Regions from separate parts of the Danio rerio genome. Here region 2 is linked to region 1. The links are chromatin contacts, called in public Hi-C maps. All regions are on one chromosome and are shown on one strand. Each heading gives the region's core, a stretch centred on a gene start, on an enhancer-like site or on the middle of the called end of the contact. The rest is flanking DNA. Distances are from core to core; before and after follow the strand shown. Region 1 holds the start of cnot6a (CCR4-NOT transcription complex, subunit 6a). Region 2 holds the start of cd74b (CD74 molecule, major histocompatibility complex, class II invariant chain b).

Evidence for each region. Hi-C and Micro-C count contacts between places; a contact is called where the count stands out from the background.
Region 2: a Hi-C map of hematopoietic stem cells shows a contact between it and region 1, with 2.0 times the contacts expected there. The contact joins the promoter of cd74b here to the promoter of cnot6a in region 1. A contact is called at or near these places in 1 of 18 Hi-C or Micro-C datasets (hematopoietic stem cells) and 1 of 4 datasets of contacts at active chromatin or transcription factors (embryo).

The regions. Positions count from the first base shown.
Region 1 is chr21:35,464,015-35,471,045 of GRCz12tu, reverse strand. cnot6a (CCR4-NOT transcription complex, subunit 6a) reads left to right here and starts at 4,467. Exons shown (of 12, transcript NM_212660.2): 1 at 4,467-4,560; 2 at 5,965-6,086. The coding sequence starts at 5,975. The region is part of intron 2 of LOC141380027 (a long non-coding RNA gene); the gene reads left to right.
Region 2 is chr21:36,125,361-36,132,391 of GRCz12tu, reverse strand. It overlaps cd74b (CD74 molecule, major histocompatibility complex, class II invariant chain b), which reads right to left and starts at 2,536. Exons shown (of 6, transcript NM_131372.2): 1 at 2,421-2,536; 2 at 1,616-1,776; 3 at 1,124-1,203; 4 at 494-521; 5 at 192-404. The coding sequence starts at 2,491. It overlaps rps14 (ribosomal protein S14), which reads right to left. Exons shown (of 5, transcript NM_200026.1): 2 at 6,689-6,839; 3 at 4,034-4,195; 4 at 3,845-3,921; 5 at 3,660-3,765. The coding sequence starts at 6,837. The coding sequence ends at 3,698.

The DNA of each region.
Region 1 (7,031 bases), core at 3,218-5,717:
TTCATTACAACTGACTGAGGTCTGCAGAAGAGCAACTCTGAAAACACAACACAACAAACCACGAAGCAGCGTCATAATTTAACATAAATAGCATGAAAGCATTAAAACAATCCTGCCTTGTATCAATGGTTCAGACTTTGGTTTGACATAAGGTGCGCTGGGGATTTTTTCTGACCACAGTGTACTCATTTTGTTATGTCTATGTTCAGCATAATAACACACTGTCACAAAGCTCAGATCACCTCAAGACTGGTTTCTTGAAGATTAAACTTGAGTTTACTAAACTAAAATGGCCCAGTCACCAGTTTTTTAAAACATTTAATCTGGATCAAATTGGTCCAGATTTGGAAATTCCAGGTTTTGCTCTCCTGTATTAACTGATCTATCTTAATTTATGACAGTTTTTTTAAAGGAACATTGAGTTGGATGACTGTGATCCAAAACCAAATTTCAGGATTACCAAAATCATGTTTACCAGAACCTTAAATGCAGCCAACAGTGTAGCCTACTGGCTTAGCTAAGAACAACAGGCAAAATAGGTCACAAACAGCCAGTGGTGTAAAGTAACAAATTAAGATTATTCACGTTATTGTAATTAAGTAGTTTTTCTCAGAAATTGTGATTTACTATGTAGTTTTAAAAATGTGTACTTTTACTTTGCCTTGAGTACATTTTTAGCGCTGAATTGGTATTTTTACTCCTTCAATCTGCAGTCACTACTTTATTTTTTCATGTGGATAAAAAATAAGTCCTGGGATTCCTTTCCAATCTAATCACATCATAACGAATACCTCAAGACATGGGCGATTTATAATTGCAGCAAACTGTTTGGAAGCAGTAAAAGTGCCAAATAAGATGTTGAAAATTTTAACACACATTGACATAGAGACTGTTTAGATGCATGTCACTGATGAGAAGATGACGGATGTTTACTGTATGATGACCGAAATGGCTTTAAACACCTAACAGGCACAAGACATCAACATGAGTCAGTGTCCAACATCCAACCTGAAATCAACCAAATATCAACGTCTAATACTAAAGTCTAAATTACAGCTTGACGTTGTGTGGACGTTCCCACTATGACGTCTACCAGATGTTGGATTTTGGCTGCCATACCAAATAAATAAATGCCACGTCAATATGATGTTGGTTTAAGATGTTGGCTCAATGTTGGATTTTGGTCACTTTCTAACACAACCTAAAATCAACCAAATATCAACGTCATTTGATGTTTTTGTTGGACATCAAAATAATGTTGTCCTTAAACGCTGACGAGACATTGAATTTTGATCATATATCACACCATAAATCTAACCTAATATAAACGTCTTATGATGTTGTGTGCCTGGTGGGCATTAACTAAATGCACTACAGAATGTTAGTTTACACACATCCACAAATTACTTGTAAATACATCAGCCTTTAACAGCGTAAAAATCACTACTCATAACTCTTGAGTCATTTTAAAAGGTCATTCTTTTTATTCATACTTTGATTAATATTTACAACAATATGCTGTAAATGCTTGAGCATGCTTTTTCAGGACTCCACCACAGCAAACAGCTTTAATGGTAAGAAACAGAAACTCTGCAATTAACAAAAAGTTTACATTTTTTTTGGATGATATTTTTAACGTCTGGAGAAAGTGTTATTTATTTATTGTGGCTAAAATAAAAGCAGTAAAAAAAACAAAACAAAAACAAATTTATTTCAAAATTATTAGCCCATTTAGGCTATTTACATTTTTTAATGGTCAACAGAACAAGCCATCGTTATACAATAACTTCCCTAATTACTCTAACCTGCCTAGTTAATCTAATTAACCTAGATAAGCCTTTTAAATATCACTTTAAGCTGCATAGAAGTGTCTTTAAAAATATCTTTATTATTTACTGTCATCATGGCAAAGATACAATAAATCAGTTATTAGAAATGAGTTATTAAAACTATTATGATTAGAAATGTGTTAAATAAATCTGGTCTCCGTTAAACAGAAACTGGGGGAAAAATAAATAGAGGGGATAATAATTCATGGGGGCTATTAATTCTAACTTCAACTGTATATCAGTTACTATTAAGTTTGTAATCATTCACTTTAAAAATAAACCAATTTTTATTTTTTTTAGTTCATTTGATTAAAAAAAATGTTTGTTTGTTTGTTTGCTTGTTTGTTTGTTTTGTATCAAATAGTTCCCAATCTGAGTCCAACGTTTTTAATAATGTATAGGATTGCATGGTGTAAACTTAATTCAAAATCCCTTTGTTACTTTTGAAAAACCCATTTCCAAGATTTGATCCAATCTGTGATCCAACATTTTTAAAAACCTGGGCGCAAATCTCAATCAAAAGATCACCTTTAAGGTGGCAGCAACAACTGTGATGCTAGCATGTCAATAAAAAAAGAAGAGAATGTTTACAGCGGCTTCGATGACTGTATATATATTAAATTAAAGTTGTAATAAAGTTTAGTGAATCAGGGGCCCCAAGAAATTCCAGCTATGTGGCCCAACAGTCCTAATAAGCACCGTTTTTTTTATTTGAATTGTTTTATTTTTATTTTGGTGTCTATTTTTTTTTTTTATCACATAACTTTGTATCTTAAGGCTATACTTTTGAAAGAATAGAAACTAAAATCTGAAATCTTTATCTGATTTGATTGCTGGACTAATCCCCACTCAAGAAAATATTCTGGCTGGTTGTTCAAACTGATTCTTTAAAATGAGCTTAATCAACACAGTTTTTGAGGTTTTTTTTTTTTTTGTGGTGGGGGGGGGGTGTACAACTTAATAGTTTTATGTTTAAAAAAAGAGTTAGGTTAATCAATTAGTGTTGGGACAACATGAAGGAATAGATTATTTTCACATTTCTGGGTTTATCAGTGGACTTCTTCATTAGGTAAACTTGGAGCGCAGTGAACGGAAGAGTACAACAAATATTTTTTTACAACCCTATTTGCTGAAATAATAAAAATTTCATGACTTTCAGAAACAAGAAAAAAATTGTGTGAGACCTCAGCTAGAGAATGAATAACATCAAATTTACTCTCAGCCCCATAGATGCTGTATCAAAGATGATATAATACATTCATAACTACATATAAATGTTCATATGATTTTAAAAATCCAAATATTAAAAACTGTCAAGGATTTTTAAATTATGATGACTGTTAAACACATCATAACAGTCTCGTGAAAAGGATGTATTGGTTGTTTACAAGGATTCTCCATAGCTGTAATGGCTTTATAATGTCCAGACTGTTTTCTGCCCTACACCAACTTTACCCCTCAAAGGAAATTTTTCTTCATTTTTTTGTTAGGAAATCGGAGTAAACGCCACCTGCTATGAACTGGACACTGCTTTAGTCTTTTTTTTTTTTCTTAAATTTTAATAATTGTGATAAATTATTTGTAAAAATACATTGTTTCATTGTGAAATTTCTCCAACTTCATATCTATACTGCACAATAATCCTGCTGGAACTGTAATAGACCTGTCGGATTGTAACTTCTGTGGAAATAATTCCTCCATAAATTTTATTTCCTTCATAAAATTCATGCAGTTTTTCCTACAGAAAAATGAGCTGACAATCCTGTAGGAAATCTGCATAATTAATATCTTGTAAAAAATGGTCCACTGTGTGGAACCCAGCTTTTTTACAGTGCATAATTTGAGTGGGGGATTTTTTTTGTTGGACCCCATACAAAACATGATAGAATTTTTTTTATTTAATTAATCAAGAAACATAAATATATTTGTTGGGCCCCCCAGATTTCGAGATCCTCGAGGGCTGGTGTCCCTGCAGAGTTTTGTTCCAACACTAGTCAAACACACCTGAACAAACTAATCAGTGTCTTCAAGATCACTAGAAATCTATAAGCAGATGTGTTTGATTAGAGTTGGAGCTATACTGTGCAGGGCACCGGCCCTCCAGGACCAAGTTTGCCCTATTCTATGTGATCATGCACAGCTCTATGATGCCATCCAGTGTTTATCGAATAAAACTGCAGTGCATCAACGCTTGAAAAAAAATATAATTATATATATAAAAACAAGAAGCCCTTTGGAATCTCGTTGCTAGGGAAATCAATCATGAACACACTAAAATCATGCAATAACAAAATACTATTCTAATATAATACAATATAATATAAATGTAAGTTGACTACATATTTTGAAATATTTTAATTTGTAATTTCATAACAAACCATGTTTTTGTCGCCTCTTGAACTCAACATTATCATTAAAATATATTTTAGCACGTTAAAATCAAACTGCATCTTTGTTTTACTTTACTTGTCAACATCCGCAAAATTGACCTATTTTTGTGGCTCCTGTTTTTGGCCTGCCTCGCTGGCGTAAACAGCCTGAAGGCGTCAAGCAGACAGACGAACCAATCAGATCGCTCGTTTCAGGCGTAGCCAATGAGAGGAGCTCTTCTTATCGCGCCCTGAAACTCTCACGGCCGCCATGATGCTTGTTTGCTTTCAGTGAGAAAGAGCAGCGGATCAGAAACAAAGGAAACGCGCACTCGTCTTTGTGAACTGGTATGAGCTTACAGGTAAAACCAACACGCTTTTGAATCATTTTCAAAAGCATCTTGTGGCGTTTAAACAACGGAGCATGTTTCCCTTCCTGTTGCTATACGTCGCGGTTCATATTGGTGTAGTTTTGTGAATGTATAATCGCAGTTAGCCAGTTAGCCAACATGCTAATTTGCTCAATCTGAATAGAGGAAATGATGGATCGATATGAATGTGATTATTTCGTTTCAACGATCTACTCGTGCGTACGTGTTTTAAAAACTAAGATAAAATTATCAATCATGCGATTTTCTGTTAAGATGTGTTGTTGATTATATAAGCAGCCTGCTGTGTCCGTAGGGAAGCTACATAAGCTAACACAAAAATCCAATTTAAATACACAAACACAATAAAACTTGTTTATGGTTTACTTTGATGTTCCATGAAATGAACACAGCACTAATGCACATCCAAGTAAACCAGTGTACATGTATGAAAGGCCTCTCTTATAATCGCTCACATTGTAGGGGTCCAATCAAACTAATTCACTTCAGCAAATGTGCGACAATGCCATTTTACAATGCCAAGCCACTCAGTTTTCTAATTAACGTTACGTGCACTTAATTGACTTGTTACGGCGTCTTGCAGCCAGGTTGCATTTATCAGCATGGATTTAACTCGCACAGCTAGCAGTCCTGCCTCTGTAACGTGGCTCTGGGAAATAAACACGAGGTGGTAGTGGTGTTTTTGTTTGGGTTGCGTTGCACAGCAATGATGAAAGACCAAAAACGACTCGCAACTTGCCTGTGGGTTTACTGATTAGTTAGCGATTAACGCTGCAGTTATGTAATGGAAATATACTGGCACGGCGTGTTTATTCGGAATGCTCTCAGCTGCACCTTTTGTTTTTGGGGATTTGTAACACGAGTCGGCTTTCTGTACCACGCCTCGTTAGTTTTTCATACTCACAATTGGTTTTAAATCCATATTCTCATAAGAATCACCCCTAAAATGCCAACTCCTCGCGCATTGCCTTGCTGACGTTAGTTGCTAATTTCTGACACGACTCAGCAGCGAGCTGTCATCTTATGTCCTGTTTTTAAAATGAATGCTAACAAGCAAAAATAGCCGTTTTAATCTTGTTTTTTGAGTGCTTTTATGCAAATTTAAGCATCGGGGTGACGTTGAGTGGCGTGTGTGTCTGTTATCCACGTAATGGAAAAATCCCTTCAGCTATTGATCCTGGAATTGCTTTTGTGCCTTTCTGCTCCTTTTACACGCTAAGGCCCTTTAAAGTCATTTTTACTAATCATCTCACCTGTTCTTTACACACTTACACCCACTCTTTCATGAACAGCCCGTGTTTGACGTTCATCCCATATGCTGTGCATTTCCCCATAACCATGCTGTGGAGTGAAAGTGATCTATGTTTTGTGTTTCAGTATTACAGGGATGCCCAAGGAAAAATATGATCCGCCTGACCCAAGGCGGATGTACACGATAATGTCCAGCGAGGAGGCGGCCAATGGAAAGAAGTCAACTTGGGCAGAGCTGGAGATTGTTGGTAAAGTTTGGGGGTTCTTTTTGGTGGGCCTGGTTTACTTTCTTCAAAAAAAGTTTTTTAAAGTGGATTTTGTTTTGGTTGTAGCTAATGTTGCATCTTTTTTGAAATCTTATACATTTAACCACCTTTTTATTGTATTTTTTTTTTTTTTAATTTTGGCTTTAGACTTCTGGTCTCATTCACTTCCATTTATTTTTAGATGTTAAAAACGGCTTGCAGAGTTGCTTGACGTTGCAAACTGATGTTTTCTTATTCTATTATTCTGCTTTGTCTGTATAGAAATGAATACTTGTTTGTAGAGCAAGTAGTTTGACCATTCTTTGTTGTTTATTATTCCTAGTCATTTTTCCCATAGGCGACTTAATTGGAAGTTTTAAAACAATCGCAAAAATGAGCACATTGAAAAATAAGTTAAATAAATGCTGCCTTTCAAATTAATGTTTAAGATTTCTTCATTGACTGCAGGAAATGCATTTCTATTGATGAATGTATCTATAATATTGCTTGGGGCATTTTTTTAAATGTTAAAATCAGGTATGTCAGTTTTAGGCTTGGGTCGGTATCGTGGAATTGTTAATACTTCTCTAAAATAAATTATTTTTTAATGTCTGAAAAGAAAAAAAACACCTTTTTTTCCCATTTAATGCAATTTCGTTATTTTAAGAAACATTTATAAAATTTTCTGTGTGGAGTTTACATTTTCTCCCTGCGTTCACGTGGGCATTCTCTGGTTGCTCCGATTTTTCCCTCAGAGTCCAAAAATATGCGGTACAGATGAATTAGGTAGGTTAAATTGTCCATACTGTATGAGTGTGAATGAGTGTGTGTGGATGTTTCCCAGAGATGGGTTGCGGCTGGAAGGGCATCCGCTGCGTATAAACGTACTGGATAAGTTGGCGGTTCATTCCACTATGGCGACCCCGGATTAATAAAGGGACTAAGCTG
Region 2 (7,031 bases), core at 1,287-3,786, 660 kb before region 1:
TAAAGTTAAACTAGGTTCACTTTGATTTAAATAAAATAAAATTAAATATTTATCTAATATTTTGGGTGGTGGTTTGGGCGGGTTTTGGACAGCTTTTCAGCTAGAAAAAGTTGACCATCTGGCAACACTGCATAATTAAATCTGGCACCAACATAATTTACATCAGTATAACACAAATACTCGGCTCATACCGGAATTAAGGGCCCAACACTGAGCGGGGCCTTCCTTCAGAGTGTCAGGAATCTCAACGCCGTTCTTGTCCACACACCAGCAGAAGTCAGTCTGTTCCCAGCACTGCTGTGACAGGTAATCTCCATTCTCGTTACACCTTGGCTTGAAGGACGGCAGGAGACTCTTGACCTCCCCTGCAGCCTCCTTCTGGCACTGGGTTAGAACTTTGGGCTCTGGGTGACAGAAATGACAGGTGTGTGTGAGAGCAAAAAATACAAATTTGTGAAGATCTAAATGTGATGATTTGACTCAATCTTGATACCTGGTTTGGGAGATGAGGGAGGAGAATCCTGAAATACAGAGCACATTGGCATACATCAGAACTGTAGAAGATGGGATTTATGTGCTGACGTTTTTAAATTTGGACATGCTGTCATCATTTACTCACCCTTCACTTGTTTTAAACCCGTCTGAGTTTCTTTTGTTAAACACCATTTATTGAAGAATGTTGAAAAACAGTATTTTTTTCTACCATGAATGCCAATGGCTGCTGGTATCCAATTATGTTATGTTTATGTTTGGTGTTCAACAACAAAAAAAGAAACTCAATGGTTTAGAACATGGGTGTTCAAACTCAGTCCTGGAGGGCTGGTGTCCTGCAGACTTTAGCTCCAACTGGCCTCAACACACCTGCAGGGATGTTTCTAGAAAGCCTAGGATCTTGATTATCTAGCCCTGGTGCGCCTCCTCCTTGGGCTTGGAACTATACTCTGTAGGAAACTGGCCCTCCAGGACTGAATTTGGACACCCCTGGTTAAGAACAACTTCATGGAGCGTAAATGGTATATTTTCATTCTTTAGTTAAAATTGATTTGAATTACTAACTCAATCCTGACACCATGTGTCCACCAAGCAGTATTACACCACTTTCAAGAAAGGAAATAAGCTTTACCTTGTTCTCTTTGGTGTCATCCTCATACTTCAGAGCAAGAGAGCTCATGGGGAGATGCATCTTTAGCGGGGCTCGCATGGCTGCACAAAACAGTTATAAAGTCACTATTATTACACTTTCATTTGAGGACATGTTTATTAGTATATTAAAGGCATAGTTCACCCAAAAATGTATATATTTAGCCTACTCATCTTTTAATCATTATAAAGTGTTTCCAAACCTTGACAAGTTTCTCTTGTTCTGTTGAGCACAAAAACTGTTTTGAAACCAGCAGCCGTTGACATCCATAGTCAGAAAAAAATGGCTACAGGTTTCCGTCATTCTTCAAAATATCTTCTTTTGTGTTCAACAGAAGAACGAAACGAACAAGTGAAGGGGGAGAAAATGTTTAATGAACCGTGACTTTAAGGATGATTTTTAAAAGTATAATTTTTATATTCTTAAAGATTGAAATGAGATTGAAATGGACAGTGCGTGCTATGGTTTTCTGACCAGATTTACGGCTGATCTCATGCAGGCGGTCTCCTCGTCTCTCCAGGGTGTTGAGCTGCTCTTTATGACTGTAGGCCATGTAAGCAGTGAAGGCCTGACCTGCGATCAGTATCCCAGCCAGCAGAGTCACTCCTGCTACCTTCAGAGCCTGATTCTTATTTCTGTTAGATAACAGATCAGTTTATTCATCCTATAAAAAATCGCTGTGTCCGAAAGTGGGTAGATCATCATGTTATATTATTTTAAAATTATTTAATATTCATTTTAAAATAAGCAAATATATATATATATATATATATATATATATATATATATATATATATATATATATATATATATATATATATATATAGTTTTATTTTTCACAAATACATTTTTGAAAATATATATTAACATTTAAGATAATTTCTAACGTTTCAAACTGTTTAACATGCAATTTTTCAACATTACGTAACTAATTTTACACAAGGGTATTTTAGGTGTCCATCCACAACCTATTTTAATGTTGAACATTTATTTTCTTGACTTTGAAAAACATTTAGAAATGTATTTTCAGTTACAAAATTTAAGGTAAAAATATATATTAGATTTTTTTTACCGTATGGGAACGCAAATCTGAAGGCACTACGCATCTTTTTTACATTTATTTATTACTAACAAAATTTAAATTTTACATTATATAAATGTGCTGCTTATGATGACATTAAAATCAACTAAAATGCTTTTTATACACAACATAACACAATTTAATTATAAACGGTAGAATGTTTTGTTTACATGATCTTATATAAAATAACTTTCTCACCTTGGCTGAGGTCCCATGTTAACTGAAGATTGGTCACTTATTAGTGGTGTCTCGTTTCCCTCGCTAGACATTTTTGATCAAAAGTCTGAAAAACTTATCTTGATAAGGGATTTTCCTAAACTCACTGTGATGTAAAAATTTGAGAAATGAGAGTCCAGTGAAGAGACTCACTGCAGAAAGCTCGACTTTAGCGATTATTGATTGGATGAGGCGGGCTGCGTCATCAGTTGTCAGACAACAGTAGAGTTGAAAGCGCTCGTTCACATCTCTCGCCTATTCCTAAACGCATACCGAGTGAAAATTACAAAGTACTTTCTTGAACTTTAACAATGTTTTTGTCAGTCATTTTCGGTTTTGAGTTTTCCAACACAATAGAGAGGCTACTTTGATATTCGCCGGTGTTCATTAAAGTGATAGACAGTGACTCATTATAAAAGATGCTCTTTAAGGTCACAATCACCACTGAAAATGTAAACATTTTATTACTTGTTTAAAGACTAAAAATGCAAAGCTTCAAGTAAAATTTTACTGTCAAAAAGCTTCACAAAAAGTATTTCAACTGAGAATTGCCTTTTAACTTGCAGAAAGAAATTAAACTCTCCTATTGTTTAGAATGGAGGCCTATTTTATGATGCTTTTCCTTTCAGTTCCATTTTACAAAGCAAACCATGCTCAATCCGAAACAAGACAACTTTATGACTTTATGAAATAAACTACTAAAGAAACAGCACTATTAAATATGCGAGTACATTTTTTACTTTAAGTTTTGCTTAATAGGCGATGCTACTTTAAAAGCAGTAAATAAATGGTCAGAATCAAGCAGTGGGTTGTGTAAACGCCCCTAAAGAAGAGATGACAATATTTACCATTGTTTAATGCGGCCTTAAACTAGAGTCTGATTTTTATCTTTTATTTTGTCTCAATACAATATTTTGCTAATTGTTTGCATTCAATTCGCTAAATTACCAGCAGAAAAAAAAAAAGATTTTAACACCAGCATTTGTGAAGGTCAAAACACTTTCTACAAAGAGGAAATGAATAATTCAGGCTTGATCTCAATGAGGATGTTTTCTTGGTATTCCCCTAGTGTCCATTTGGTTTCAGAAGAAGTTTCACATTAACAATAAACCGGTTAGACATGATCAATCATCTTACAGGAAATCAAACAACTTCAAAACTCCAAACCAGAGCTTTCACCAGTGCAAATCACATGATCGTTAAAGACGACAGGAGGCAAAATATTATTTGACACTTTATTCTGAAAAATATCCAATAGATTACAGACGACGTCCACGACGACCTCCCTTTCTGCGGGTGCTGTCTGATGGAATGGGGGTGACGTCCTCTGCAAACAACAAAGCCAGTCAATTAAACATGAAAAGTGACCAGAGACCAGGCTTCACTGAGTTCTGGACTCAACATACCGATACGACCAATCTTCATGCCGGAACGAGCTAGAGCCCTGAGGGCAGACTGTGCCCCTGGTCCAGGAGTCTTGGTTCTAAAGGTGGGGGAAAAACAGCATGTAAGGTTCATGCATAATCCCTACAAACTTTCCTTTAAGCATTTTGATTCAAAATAAATAAAAAATCCACATGGTCTCGGAACCTCACCTGTTTCCACCAGTGGCCCTCAGCTTGATGTGCAGAGCAGTGATGCCCAGCTCTTTGCACTTTTGAGCCACATCCTGAGCTGCCAACATAGCAGCATAAGGAGAAGACTCATCTCTGTCGGCCTTCACCTTCATCCCACCAGTCACACGGCAAATTGTTTCTCTGAAGAAACAAAGAAAACACTTCAGAAGACAAAGAGCACCACAATGAGCTGACATCACCTGATAATAAAACTGTTTACCCGAAAATGAAAAAGGTCAACATTGCTCAGCCCTGAAGTTTAGTTGAAGCAGGGTTGCGAGTAGCAAACAAGCCTGAAAAACTGATCAGGTTGTTTAATTATGGTGGAAGCTAAACTCTGCTATATCACCGATGTCCAAGTTTTCATATTCATAATGATTATGCAAAAAAAAAAAAAAAAAAAAACTTTACTATAAAACAATGCAAAGGTTATGAAGTAATGTCCTTTCTGCTCAAAATGATTATGCATTTATGTAATAAACTGAAAATACATTACTTATAAATTATCAATCATTTTTGATTAGCATTTTGTGGCTTTTTCAGATTGACTCATTTGAATGCAGTTTTGCCTCGTATTCTTTTAAAATTAGAAATTCTATTTTAAAGTACAACATTGGCAACCATTACAACAATGACAAAAATAAAAGCCAATGGTTAGTTACAAAAAAAGCATAGTTATGAAAACAACAATAAAACAATTACAAAGTAAAACAATTACCAATCCTATGGCCTTTCAAATACTTAGAAAAAAAAAAGTGTTGATTATGAAAACGTAAGAAGTTGTGATACAAGTTAACTTCAGCATCCCATTCTAAAAGTGTAACGCACAAGATGCTACAAAAATTGGATAAAATGCAGCAAACATGTCCATCATACTCAGAGGGGAAAATGGAAATGCATTGTCTAATAAATACTATTTCAACATTTTATAATATTTTAATAATTTCATAATAGCTGAACATAGGGTATTTAAAACCTTTTACGGCCCAAGCTGTTTTTTTACATGCATTTTTTTATGTCTTTGCTATTTGGGCTTATTGGAACCCATTTAGAATAAAATCTAAGTATCATCTTTTATACTTTTAAAGAAATTTCCATATATGTGGACTCTAGGTTTAAATTTCCATAAAACACAATAAAGTCACCTTTTTTTTGCCTTCATTTACTAAACTTTCCACTTTATTTAAAGTTTGGAATAAGCCTTTCATTATCCAGATGATTACTTACAGTATTTTATTCACGTTGTAGTTAAGTCACATGTATATAAACATTTATCTCAATTATTTGCAACACTAAGTCATCAAGCACAATGTGTACCATTGTAAAATACATTTTCTTCAAATCCAAGTATGTTATGTTGTGACTTGACAAGTAAATGATTTGTTTGGTTAGATTAAGTAGCTAAATAAGAACGCACTAATAATAATGATGATAAAAACCTTAATCCTAAGTATAATGGCAGTACACACTCAGAGCCCCAACAACACCGTGACGGTTAAAAGGATTTTCTCATTCTCACAGCGTAAGTGGTTTCTATTTCTGCGACATCACGAATTGAACAACAGCATTAACTACCATGACAATGACCACCACAGGAGATGATTATGTGCTTTTAGGTTTTAATGAGTTGGAATGTCATTTTATTTGACATTTATTACTATACTGAAAGATGATGGTTTACCTTCCTGATCTTGAATATCTAGCAATGTTTAAAAATTACACAACTGCAACTTGAGCAAACAAACATCAGTCATTCATCACATGCTTTTAATAATGTTAAAGATGTTTAACATGTATTAATTCATATATAAGCTACAATGTTATCATTTGGTTGCCAGTGCAGTGAATTTTTGCAATTCTAAATGGCTCTGGTTTGTAAACTTTTCTGTTGCGTTGTAAAAAAAAAAAATTTATGAACTACTCTGAAAAGCCCTAAAGCTCGGCAGCCGAAGTATGTGTATTGGGTGTATGAAATTATGACCACTGTAACATCTTAAAGTCAAGTGCTATTTTGGGGTTTCCGCCTGGATTTTCGTCAACCCAAATTCAAAAGGTTCCCAAATCGAAATGCAGAGATGTGGTATCATTTAAAAAAAAAAACCTTTGAAATTTTCAAAAAAACAGTTAAAAGTGATTAAAATAATTGTACATGTTATCTATGTTACAATAAACCACTCCAAAAGAGGCACTTTTTCTGTAAACTCAAATTTGAAAGTGTACCTTTAAGTTCTGTGTGGTCTGGGTTGCTGTATTTATTTGATTGGTTACTGCACATGTCAGTAAAAAATAGGAAAAAAAAACATCTCTATCATAATCTATACTACGTTAACAGAGAACGGAACCACTTAGGGGGTATTGAGCCAGTAAGGACCATTAAATTTAAGAGTGTGGAAGTAAATGACATCACTGACCCGGTACCAGAGCTTAGAAGGCTAAAGCAAATCACATATAGCTTTTGAATAACAAAATGGTGCTACAATATTTTAGTTGAACCACTTCAAACATTCAATGCAACAAAACTCAAGCTAATGATAGATTAGTGAACAATTAAAACCCTTTTGCCATTTGTTTTGCTAGCATGTGAGATATGCATGTGCACACAAAGACACTGTTGCAGGTTTTCAGGATACATACTTGCCAGACAGATCAGTGACGTGCACAAAGGTGTCGTTGAAGGATGCGAAGATGTGACAAACTCCAAACACATTCTCCCCCTCAGCTACCTGAGGTCCTAGGCTGATGACCTGCTCTTCCTTCTTTTCCTTACCCTTGCGAGGAGCCATTGCTGAAACACACAGTCAACAGTCAGAACAGTTCAATTAAAAAAAAAAAACATTCAATTAGACATGGTAGAATTAAATACAAGATGTTTTTTGTAGCGATAATACAAAAGAAATTCATCTCTAGATAACGACATACATCACGATAAAGTAACATTTCTGTAAATTCAATCAATTTAGTTTACATACATCATTGA